Linked DNA regions of Mus musculus: all the other regions are linked to region 2. The links are chromatin contacts, called in public Hi-C, HiCAR-type and HiChIP or PLAC-seq maps. All regions are on one chromosome and are shown on one strand. Each heading gives the region's core, a stretch centred on a gene start, on an enhancer-like site or on the middle of the called end of the contact. The rest is flanking DNA. Distances are from core to core; before and after follow the strand shown. Region 1 holds the start of Btbd11 (BTB (POZ) domain containing 11). Region 2 holds the start of Rtcb (RNA 2',3'-cyclic phosphate and 5'-OH ligase). Region 3 overlaps Nt5dc3 (5'-nucleotidase domain containing 3). Region 4 holds the start of Cry1 (cryptochrome 1 (photolyase-like)).

The links. A called contact is a pair of places that touch in the nucleus more often than the background predicts. HiCAR-type assays count read pairs that join an accessible place to other places. HiChIP or PLAC-seq counts read pairs in DNA pulled down with a chosen protein or histone mark.
Region 1: a contact with region 2 is called in a Hi-C map of uterus. The contact joins the promoter of Btbd11 here to the promoter of Rtcb in region 2. A contact is called at or near these places in 1 of 484 Hi-C or Micro-C datasets (uterus) and 1 of 115 datasets of contacts at active chromatin or transcription factors (memory CD8 T cells).
Region 3: a contact with region 2 is called in an H3K4me3 HiChIP or PLAC-seq map of bone marrow-derived macrophages, with 7 times the contacts expected there. The contact joins the enhancer-like site here to the promoter of Rtcb in region 2. A contact is called at or near these places in 2 of 39 promoter capture datasets (embryonic stem cells and pre-B cells), 5 of 115 datasets of contacts at active chromatin or transcription factors (bone marrow-derived macrophages, embryonic stem cells, large pre-B cells and 2 more) and 1 of 9 other capture datasets (embryonic stem cells).
Region 4: a contact with region 2 is called in a HiCAR-type map of astrocytes, with 2.9 times the contacts expected there. The contact joins the promoter of Cry1 here to the promoter of Rtcb in region 2. A contact is called at or near these places in 1 of 39 promoter capture datasets (embryonic stem cells), 1 of 484 Hi-C or Micro-C datasets (embryonic stem cells), 5 of 115 datasets of contacts at active chromatin or transcription factors (astrocytes, large pre-B cells, memory CD8 T cells and 2 more) and 1 of 9 other capture datasets (adipose tissue).

The regions. Positions count from the first base shown.
Region 1 is chr10:85,385,479-85,388,178 of GRCm38.p6, reverse strand. Btbd11 (BTB (POZ) domain containing 11) reads right to left here and starts at 1,365. Exons shown (of 17, transcript NM_028709.2): 1 at 1-1,365. The coding sequence starts at 850.
Region 2 is chr10:85,956,527-85,959,226 of GRCm38.p6, reverse strand. Rtcb (RNA 2',3'-cyclic phosphate and 5'-OH ligase) reads left to right here and starts at 1,434. Exons shown (of 12, transcript NM_145422.4): 1 at 1,434-1,612. The coding sequence starts at 1,520.
Region 3 is chr10:86,826,253-86,829,021 of GRCm38.p6, reverse strand. The region is part of intron 12 of Nt5dc3 (5'-nucleotidase domain containing 3); the gene reads right to left. Among named protein-coding and RNA genes, the nearest start is that of Nt5dc3, 49 kb to the right of the region's middle. Within about 2 kb of position 1,276, at least 67 of the 459 cell types and tissues checked have an H3K27ac peak or open chromatin away from gene starts, as enhancers often do. A contact at or near this core is called in bone marrow-derived macrophages, pre-B cells and pro-B cells, where this site is marked.
Region 4 is chr10:85,183,648-85,186,347 of GRCm38.p6, reverse strand. It overlaps Cry1 (cryptochrome 1 (photolyase-like)), which reads left to right and starts at 1,294. Exons shown (of 13, transcript NM_007771.3): 1 at 1,294-2,034. The coding sequence starts at 1,877.

The DNA.
Region 1 (2,700 bases), core at 116-2,615, 570 kb after region 2:
CAGGGGCTCCGGGGCCTGAGCCGGGGCCTGGGCCAGAACCGGAGCTGGAGCCAGGGCCAGGACCGCTACAGCTACGAGGTAGCCCGGAGGCCAACACCCGCGAGTAGATGTCCCGGAAGAGACTCTCCATACAGGCGGTCAGGTAGATGGCGGCATGCTCGTGGATGCGCAGCGCCACGCGGCTGTCCACCATCCAGCGGTACACGCGGCCCACGGAGAAGGTGAGGCCGCAGCGCGCCGACTTGCCACGGCCCAAGCGGTCGCCGCCAGCGCTGCTCATGTTATAGAGGGACAGCGCGGCCAGCGCGGCAGCGGTGCAGTGAGCCGCCAGGCCCCAGGACAGTACGATCTCCATGGCACTCTGGATCTCGTACTTGGTGCACTTGGCGAAGCGCAGGCTCAGGCGCTGCGCCTCTTTAGCGATGCGCACTAGAGCCCGGCTTACCAGCATCGAGAGCTTGGCCAGCGCGTCCTTGGGCAGGCTGCCGGGGACCGCTGGGCCTGCCCGGGGATCCCGCGAGCGCAGCAGCAGCAACTCCAGTTCCTGGAGGGTCCAGGGGACCTCGTCGAGGTCCGGCAGCAACCGCGAGCAGTGCTGACCGGCGCAGTCCAGCCCCTCGGAGTCTTCCACCAGGGCAGTGTTGACGGTGTCAAAGCTGTTGTGCCGGCTGTGCATGGAGTCAGCTAAAGGCGGCCAGCAGCTCCCGCCATACGGGGACGCCGGGTGAGAGTCAGAACAGCACAGAGACAAGTTGGAGGAGCGCACAGAGTCCGCCGCGCCACCATAACCCGAGTCCAGCGTCAGATCTTCCAGCGTTCGCACCACAGGCTTCTTACCTCTCCTGGCCATCGCTGCGCCACTTCATGCTGCAGCCGCCGTGGAGCCGAGGGGAAGGAAAGGCAAGGATCTGTGGGCACCGGGGTCCTCGGGGACAGCGGGGCTCCACGTCGCCTAGGCTCACTTTCCCACCTGGCGTTGCCAGCAAGTGTCACTACTTTCGCCTGTCTCCCCGAGCCGTCACCACGGGAAGATACACGGCGGAACCTGAAGTCATCTTCTGGAGTCGGGGCCAGAGCGAGGGCGCACTGAGCCGCGAGCCAGGCCGGGAAGGAAGCTCCCGCCAGGACCCGCGCCTTTCATCCAAAATAAAAGTGTCTGGTCCTCTCCTCCCTGGGACCAGACGGATGCAGAAGCCTCCGAGAGCCGGCCACAGTGTCGATAGGACCTAGATCGCCCCAGATACGGCCGCCGCAGCTCGGCGGGCTACGGGCTCCCCCGGCTCCGGGATCCGGGCCGCGGTTCTCTTGAGCTCCCGCCCCGCACTAAAGCGCTGTAGCCAGGCGGCTGCAAAACCCTGCTGAGCCCCAGCAAACCAAGCAGTCAGAGGGCGGGCGCATGCAAAGCAGGGCCGTCGAAGAGCCAATGGAATCGGGGGATGCTAATTACTTAGGTTTTTTTTTTTTTTTTTTATTCCTCCCTTCCATGCGGCCCCGCCCCTCAGACACGCCCCCCCAGGCCTTGACCAGGGCTGCAGCTAGGAGGGATCCGCGGCCTAGGTGGAAGCCTGGAGAAGAACAGTCATCCTGCAACTGTAGCTTCCCTAGTTTCTGCTTTCGAACTATCGACAAAAATATCATTTATATCGTTATTTGTTCCACTCTGCGGTTCATAAAGTGTTTGTCCGAGGGTTACTTTCTGCTTTGGCATTTTAGATTTCTCTTTCCCTCCCACCAGCCCATACAAGATGCACGTTTCTCCTCCCTCTTCAGGCACCCTGACTAATTCAGGCGGGTGCCGCTTCTCAGCCTGGGTTTGCTCCAGCATGGAAGGAAATAAAACAGGAAAGTAGTGAGGGGGAGACTGATAATTGCCACTGGGAAGCGAATCTCTAGCCATAAACCACCTGTCACCAGGACTTTCTAGGTTTGTTCGGCAGACAGGAATCTACCCTTAAGTTCCAGGGTGTGTGTGTGTGTGTGTGTGTGTGTGTGTGTGTGTGTGTGTGTGTGTGTTCCGGCCACTCTGTGGTTCTGGTGGACAATGCTCTAGACTGCTCAAACTTAAATTTGTGCACAGGAGAATATTCTTTTCAGCTAAAGAAAGATACAAAATATATGTGTGTGTCTGCTGCATTTCTGTGTCTAACAGCATCATTGCTTGGCTATTTGTCTATCTCTACCTACCTTAGGAAAAACCTTATTCATTCAAAGATTCCTACCTCCCTTACACAATCCTATTCCTACAAGAAGCCCACCCTGATCTCCCAAAACTATCCTGGGTGTTTCCACCACCCCACCCTCTTCGATGGCTTCACATTTCTGGGCCCTTGTCACGCTGGCTTGCTACTATCTATTTATTTGTCTGGATCCCACATTGGGCTAGGGAGTTGTGGTAAATGTATGAGTCGACAAGGGAAGGACGTGCTTTGAACTGCTGGTTTGAACGTTCAACTGTGGCTGAAGGGATGTGAGAAGACACTCAACATCACTGGCCATCAGGGTAACTGCAAATCAGAACCATAAGGAGCTGCCAGCTCATGCCTGTTAGGATGGCGATTATCAGAAAGTCAAAAGATTACAAGCATCAACAAGGGTGTGGAGGATAAAGAAGAGTGTACTCTATTGGTGAGAAGGGAAATTGATATAGCTATTATGGAAAATAATGCCGAAGATCTTCAAAAAATTACTAATTAGAACTAC
Region 2 (2,700 bases), core at 185-2,684:
TGTAAAAATGAACAGAAACCACACCCTTTGCTTAACTCCTTAGGTTACTGGGGGATAGAAGAGGGCTGTATAAGTACTTAACATCCTGGTCTAGTTACTCCTCCAGTTTCATGTCTGTGACCTTCAGAGCCACTATGAATAATTATGATCCCATTTCATAGAAGTGAAAACAGAGGAATGTATCACACAAAGGTGGTAATGGCATAGGCGGAACCTGAACCCAAGTCTTCCTGATTGCTATGGTGGTGTTTTTCACAGGGTAGGACTATCCTGCAAATCACTGCCAGCTTTCTTATCCCAAGAGCAAGAGTCAATTAAGTTTAAAGGTACAGACACAGGACACAGTCCAAACAAAGCTATGGAACACAGTGATCCCTGAAAGAGGGATTTATCCATCTTTGTAGGGAATTGCTGGCCAGAGCAGATTTCCTTCACAAGCATTTGTAGAAATAAATGATACAGTGTTGTGATATGCTTCTTTTGGATGCTCATTTTGTAATGGAGTGTTTGTTGTACATCTTCAATCTCATTCTGATACATTGCAAACGTCATTAGTATTTTATCTTGCTCAGCTGTTTCACTAATGTTCATGGGGCATGAACTCCAAACTGTATGTTCTATATAGCAGTTGACCTGATCCAGGGTGAAGAGGTTTCAGGAGCAGCTCAAAAACATTCTTAAAGCAGTATGTCTTCAATAGCAGCAGTCAGGAGACATTGGCAAGGGTATCTGTGAGAGTTCGAAGCCAACCCGGATACATAGGCTCACCAAGGCTAAGTATCGAGATCTTACTTTAAAAAAGGGGGGGGGGTGAAGGGAGGGAGGGAGAGAGAAAGGGGGAGGGGGGAAGAAAGGAAAAAGAGAGAGAAAGAAAGAAAGAAAGAAAGAAAGAAAGAAAGAGGGGAAGAAAGAAAGATAGAGGGAAAGAAAGAAAGAGGGGAAGAAAGAAAGAGGGGGAGAAAGAAAGAAAGAAAGAAAGAAAGAGGGAAAGAAAGAAAGAGGAAAAGAAAGAAAAGGAAAGAAAGAAAGAAAAAAGGAAGGAAGGAAGGAAGAAAGACAGACAGACAGACAGACAGAAAGAAAGAAAGAAAGAAAGAAAGAAAGAGGGAAAGAAAGAAAGAGGGGAAGAAAGAAAGAAAGAAAGAAAGAAAGAAAGAGGAAAAGAAAGGAAGAAGGAAAGAAAGGAAGGAAAGGAAGGAAGGAAGAAAGAAGAAAGAAAGAAAGAAAGAAAGAAAGAAAGGAAGAAAGGAAGGAAGAGAGAGAGAGAGAAAGAAAGAAAGAGGGAGAGAAAGAAAGAGGGGGGGGAAGTGCAAGTGAAGACTAGCGCTGTAATTCATTGTAACGAGATGATCAGGACTCGCGCGAAGAGTTTTGAGCCTCGGCGCTTGCCATCTTCCCTCCTGGAGCGGAGCTGGTCGCGCCTGCGCCCTGAGAGGCGGCGCTGCGTGGAGCGGGTGGACTGCGGGGTGGTTTCTCTTTCTAAGCGTAGCCAGGAGCTATCGCTGGCCTCGCCGCCACCATGAGTCGTAACTACAACGATGAGCTACAGTTCTTGGACAAGATCAATAAAAACTGCTGGAGGATCAAGAAGGGCTTTGTGCCCAACATGCAGGTGAGTTGGGGCAGCGGCCTTGGGAGCTGCAGGCCGCGACTCCGCCGCGAACCGGCGGCCTCCGCCCAGCGCAGGGCTGCGGGGTTCCAGGTCTCCCTCCTCTGCAGACTGCACGCGCCAGGTCCACACACACGAGGACAGACGGACGCAGCGTGGGGGCTCACGCGTGTTTTCCCCACGCACCATCAGACACGGTGTTCCTGGTCTTCCGAGATTTCTGTGGACTTTCCCAAGTTGGCACCGCCAGCCAGGAACTCTGTTTCTCTTGAGTCCTGATATTTAGTTAACGTTTACAGATGGCATTCTCCAAACTTAACTGGGTTTTAACGTAACGACAATCGGCATGATTCGAGCTTTTAATATGCTCTTGGCGGAGGACCCCCGAGTTGGTGGGTAACTTATCTGTACCCATCTAGGAAGACAACCCTGAATTCGTATCGAGTCCACTTCTCTCAGCCTGAATGATGTGTTTCAGCTGAAGGCTTGGGAGCCAGAGACCAGGATCTGAAACCCTGGGCCTGCTGTCGCCACCGCCGTGTGTACTCGAAAGTTCCGATAAACGTTGAGGAAGAAAACACTTGTGAGGTTTTGGCACATGTGTTAAGTGACACCGTCTCATAAATGCCATGAGAATGCAATAAAGATTTGCAGTCCTTTGTCTTAGTAAAAAGTTTCTGATAGGCTTCGCTTGGTGGCTCGGGCCTATAATCCCTGGAGGCTGGGAAATGGAAGATCCATTCAGGACTGGTTACACAGAGAAGCCTTGCACCACTTTGCAAGGTATACTAGGGAGAAAAAGTCCACAGCAGTGAAACAGTATTTTCCTTTGTTGTGTGGAAGAAGGGAAGGCTGGTTGGTAGAGTCTTGCTAATTTATTAAGTGACACATGAAAATTGTACATTATATCCGTGTGTGTGTGTGTGTGTATAATATATATACGCATATATTATATACATATATATTATACACACATACATATTATATATATATATATATATGATGCTTTTTATAATGCGTAAGTTATATAATAGCAAAATCATGATAGACATATCGCCTCAGAAATTTGTGAGCAGTTTTTCCGTTTTGAA
Region 3 (2,769 bases), core at 27-2,526, 870 kb before region 2:
CGAGGCCAGATCTTACCAACAGTGACAGCTGGCACCTCAGTCGGGGAACTGCAGGAAGCAGGTGGTACTTAAGCCACTGGTCTATGACAGACTGACAGCAGCCTGGTGTGAATGAGACAGAGCCACACCTGCAAGAGGGAAGTCTCCAGGGTGGTGACTAGCCTGCCGAAGTGCCAAAACTAATCTCTTTCTCAGAGTAGCTGCCAGAAGCCATGCAAATTCTCCTCTGCACTCCCAGCCCTCAGGTGAACCCAGCGCAGGCTCTGTAGATGGAAAGAGCCGACTGGAAGATCCAAGTTCAAGTTCCAAGTCCAAGAACCATTCTCCAGGTCAGCATTGCCAGAGATGGGGGAGACCGCGTGTCAGCTGCCTCTGCTTCTCTACCACCAGTCCTGACTCTCTTAAGTTTTTTGTTTTTCTTGTACACTTTATTTACTTGGGGAGAGGGCATGTATGTGTCAGCATGAGGAGACAAGAGGTCAGAGGCAAACTGCAGGATGGATTCTCTTTTGAGAATCCCAGTACTGAACTTAGGACACCACACTTGGCATCTTCATCCACTGAACAGGTAAGCCCTGGTCCTGAAGTTAGAGGGCGCCCAAGGACGATGGTGGGACCCAGTGGACCGTGACCACAGACGACCGAGCAAATACAGAGCAGCTTTCCCAGGGCAGGGCCACCCTGCTCTGTGCCTGTCCTGAGAGAGCTCTTCCTGGGCCTGGCTCTGACACCCTAACACCTACCCTCCAGGGCTTTCTCCATCACTGCATCGCACCAGCAATCTCCTCACCAGAACCCACGGCACCAGCATCAAATGTGCTTGTCCCCATGAGAGAAAACCTACCCTCGTGTGCCATCCCTTCTCTACAAGGGACACTGTCAAACAATCCTCAAGTATCAAGCCTATTTAAAGTACTTGGGTCTAAGTTATTAGTCACAATAGTACTTTTTGTTCAGTTGGTGTTGATGTTGGTGTTGGTTTGGTCTTGGGTTTGGGTTTCTCTGGGTAGCTTTGGTTATTCTGGAACTCATTCTGTATACCAAGCTGGCCTCGAACTCACAGAAACCCACCAGCCTCTGCCTCTGCCTCTTAAGTGCTAGGATAAAAGGCATGCACCACCACTGCCTAGAAATATTTATTATTACTTAATGGCTGTACTGAGAAACACTGAGTGCTTATGACATAGTCCAGAGCCCACACACCCTATAATATCCGCTTCCTGGCCTTTAAAGAAATTTGCCGCCCGTATGCGGTCTGAGCGGCCTCCTGCAAAGGCCCACAAGTCACCAGCTCTCCTAGCAGCAGCCACACCCATTTTAAACGTACTTCACGACCAAGGAGAGACTTCTACTCTTCTGCGTAACTCGTCAGGCTTAACTCCAAATGACTCTGCTGCTCTTCCTCAAATTAAACCCAATCTCCCAGGACATGTTTTCTTAATAATGGGATACATTCTCTGAAACTAACCACCACAGGAGCGCTCTAGATAATGGAATTTTCCAGACTGGGGCTGTGGTGCTGAGGGCCGGGCAGTGAGAAAAGACACTCATCTGACAGCCCACCCCTTGAAATGTGGTACCAATGAGGGCGTCAATGCACCAGAGCTTGAGGGGACCAGGCAGGTGAAGACCAGAGGGCCGAACACCAGAGTGAGGCCAGCATCAGGGATTTCTCTACTGGGCTCAGGGAATCTCTGGATGGACATGTGCAGGCTGTGATCTCAGGCTTGTCCCAGAGAGCCGAGAGGAGGAAATGAGCACAAGGGTCTAACCTTCAGTCAGTCAGACTTCACAGCTACATGGCTTCATACTACAGACTACTCTATAATGAAAAGTTACTTTCTCTCTCAGCCTCAGTTTTCTCTCCTATAAAACCAGGGTAGAAATATACGTGCTATTTCCCCTTTCTTACTTCCCTAACCAAGTCTTGTGTAATTCATTCCATATGTCACAGAAATATTGTCAAGGCTACCCATTCTCTTAACCAAGGCTACCTATTCTCTTAGCCATCAAGCATTTTCCATAGGCCAGAAAGGAAAATAAACAAAACCTGTTTCCAGAGCCATGTGCCACTCGGTCACTACAGCCATGACATGCAGGTCACTTGTGAGTCTGATCAGATGCACAGTCACAGAAAGGGTGCAGGTCAGGCAGAAGCCACCTTCCTTATCCTCAGGGCACGTCCCCAAACCCTTATAACCTAAAATCGTGGGCACCATCAAACCCTATATATACACTGTTTTTCTTATCTGTGCATACCTATACCAAAGATCGATTTATAAATAAGACACAAAATAAGGAATCAATACCTAATAATAAAGCAGGAGCTTTAACAATATTCTGTAAATATTACTTCCAACTTACAAATTGTTTGGTTCCAAATTTTCCCCTTTCCTATTTCTGGACTACTTAACCATAGGCAGCTTAACTCAAAACACAGAAAGAGAGCCCATACGTAAGACTATCACAGACGCTCAGCTCCGCCTGACAACCCCTAAGGGAGCAAGCACTTCCAAGTGGCGCAGCAAAGCCCAGACTTAGGCATCACACAGCCTAAAGTTGAACCTCTCTACATCATTTTATGCTCTCAAAACCCTGCAGCCTGGTTCTCAGATGGCAAGGTTGCACCTGCACACAGGACAGCTGCCAGCACCAAGGGACTGCTGTGCACTGCGCAAGCCTTTGGCACAATGGCGGCCACAGAAGGAACAGCTACCACCACCACGCCAGCATGTGACACGGACACAGGCTCAGCTGCATTAGCCCAGA
Region 4 (2,700 bases), core at 45-2,544, 770 kb after region 2:
CGCGAGACCCCGTCTCAACAAAAAGGGCATTGTATGTCTAAGGCATGGCCTGTAGGTTATGGCTAGGAAGTCTGGTAAAGATGCACATGTGGCCCTGTGTTCTCATTAGACTTCAATTGCTTTGATAAAACATCATGAGCAAAAGCAACTTGGCCAGGAAGGAAGGGGTTTGTTGCCGTTTACAGTTAATAATCCATCGTGGGGAGAAGTCAGGGCAGAAATTCAAAGCAGAAACCTGGAGATAGAGGGCTGAAGCAGAAGCCATGGAGGAAAGCCGTTTTGGTTCCCTGTGGCTTCCTCAGCCTGCTTCCATATACAACCCGCCTAGGGCTACCAGCCTAATGGTGGCGCCACACACACTGGTCGGGTCCTTCCACATCACTCATTAATCAAGAAAGTGCCCAGACTTCCCTACAGGCAACCTGATGGAAGTCTTTACTACAATTAAGGTTCCTCTTCCCATTTAACTTCAGTTGAAGAAAAAAAAAAAAAAAAAAAAAAAAAGCAAAGCAAAAAGCCCAAAAACCTAATCAAAATACCTTCTAAACTACACTTCATGTAATAGATTAGAGTTGATAAATTGACGATGTATCTACAGTATTATGAAATGCTGAATATCTGAGATCGGACCTGTCTTCTCCAGAGCTTGGGCAAAGGTGCCCGCCCCAAACAGTAAAAAAGGCTAACGGCGTGATTTCTGCTCCTTTCAGAGCAGGGGACTCCGATTAACACCTGATTGAAGCTGGGTGAGAGGCAGGACTGTGCCTCGGTTGCCTCTCACCCAGCCCAGCAATAACTCTCAGGGCACACGGAACTGGCTTCAGACCTTCCACACAACCCATAGGAAGAGCCCTGGGCGCGCTCCCGCGTCCTAGCCTCTTCTCTTCCACCGCGAGAGCGCAGCGCACGCGCGCCGTGCCCGGCAGAGCGCGCGCCCGCGAGCTCCCCGCAGCCCCGTGCTCATCCGGGTCCCCGCGAGCCTCGGCCAATGGAGGCGGCTCCCGGCCCCGGGAGCAGAACTATGCCTCCTCCCCCTTCTCGCGGCCTGTGGCCCCCGCGAGCGGCCTGGGGCTCAGGAGACCCGCAGAGGCTGCGAGTCCGGATCCCACGCGAGAACTCAGGTCGTGAGCGCCCAGCGATCGCAACCGGTCCCGAAGCACCGGGCGCGGCGGCGCACGCGGGGGTCTGAGCCAGTGTAGTAAACACACTTCAGAAACGTGAGGTGCCGGTGGTCACGTGGGGTGCATGCCGCCCAATGAGAAGCCGGGGGCGGGGCGGAGGCCGCTGACGCGGCGGAGTCACCCGGGCAGCCTCGGGACCGGTGACCGGCAGGCGAGCGTCCCGCGGCCTGGAGCTCTAGCCCGCGCTCTCCGAGCTCGCTGCCCACTCCGGGACGCACAGGCCGCGTCGCGCGGAGGCCGCGTGAGCTCGTGTCCGTTCGTGGAGGCCGCCTCGGGCGCGCCACCGTCTCCTCGCGGGTCGCCTCGGTTGGGCGAGGTTTCCGTGACGAGCCTCCCGGGGCTGCTGCGACCAGCTCGGGCCGTCGTGGCGGCTCGGGCCCCGCGCGCTCGCTTGCGCTCCGGGGGTCTCAGGCCCTGGAAGGTATGCGTGTCCTCCGGACGCTGGGCGCGGGCTCCTGAAGGACGTCGCGCGTGGATCCCGGCGCCTCGGCAGCCTCCATTCATCTGCCAGCTGCGCGCTCGCCACCTCCGCGCCCCGCCTCGGCGTCGCCTCCTCCCGTCCCCTCTCTGCAGCCCTTTCCCCACTCCTCGGGTGAGGAGGTTTTCTTGGAAGCGCAGGTGTCGGTTATGAGCCCGGCTTCCCTCCCTTGAAGCTCTCGGTAGAGGAAGTCGGGGTGACCCGCCGCGCCCCGAGCATGGGGGTGAACGCCGTGCACTGGTTCCGAAAGGGACTCCGGCTCCACGACAACCCCGCCCTGAAGGAGTGCATCCAGGGCGCCGACACCATCCGCTGCGTCTATATCCTCGACCCCTGGTTCGCCGGCTCTTCCAACGTGGGCATCAACAGGTGGCGGTGAGTCCGAAGCGCTTGGGAAATCAATCGATCGCGGTGTGCGCGAGTCGGGTGTCGATGCGTTAGTGTCAGATCTGAGATTTGGTTTTAGTCCAGGGACCGAATTGCCTACATCGTTAAAGAATTGTAGATGTGGTCAATATTAAATAGTACAGACTTAGTAGTAGAGATTATTGACGACCCTGAAACACTTTAGCTTTTACCGGTAAGTTATGTGTCTGTGTTGATGGGAACGCCTTCCCTGATTTGCGAGAAATAACTAGGAGGAGAATTAAACACTCCCAGATCATAATGGCCTTGATATCTTAGGCCTCCGAAAGGGTTGTAATCTTTAATGTTGACGTGTGTGTCTAGGTAACTCATAGTGTGGAGAAAAACCATTCATTTATTATAGCGGGCTCCGGATCCAGCTTTCTTCCCCCTTGAGGTTAGAGGAGGAAAAGCAAGGGAAAGAATTAGCTGGTTTCCCAACTCTCTCTCTCAACTCCTCCTTGTGGTTGACAAGACAAAGCACAGTTTTTCTTTCGAGGCAAAGTATAATCCTTCTAGGGAATTGCGACTGGAAGAAATCCTCCGGACATTTTGTGAGCTGTGCCTGGGAAAACAGGATAGACGATTGTGTGGCGGAATGAAACGAAAGCATTAGTTCAGCAGATAATATTGATA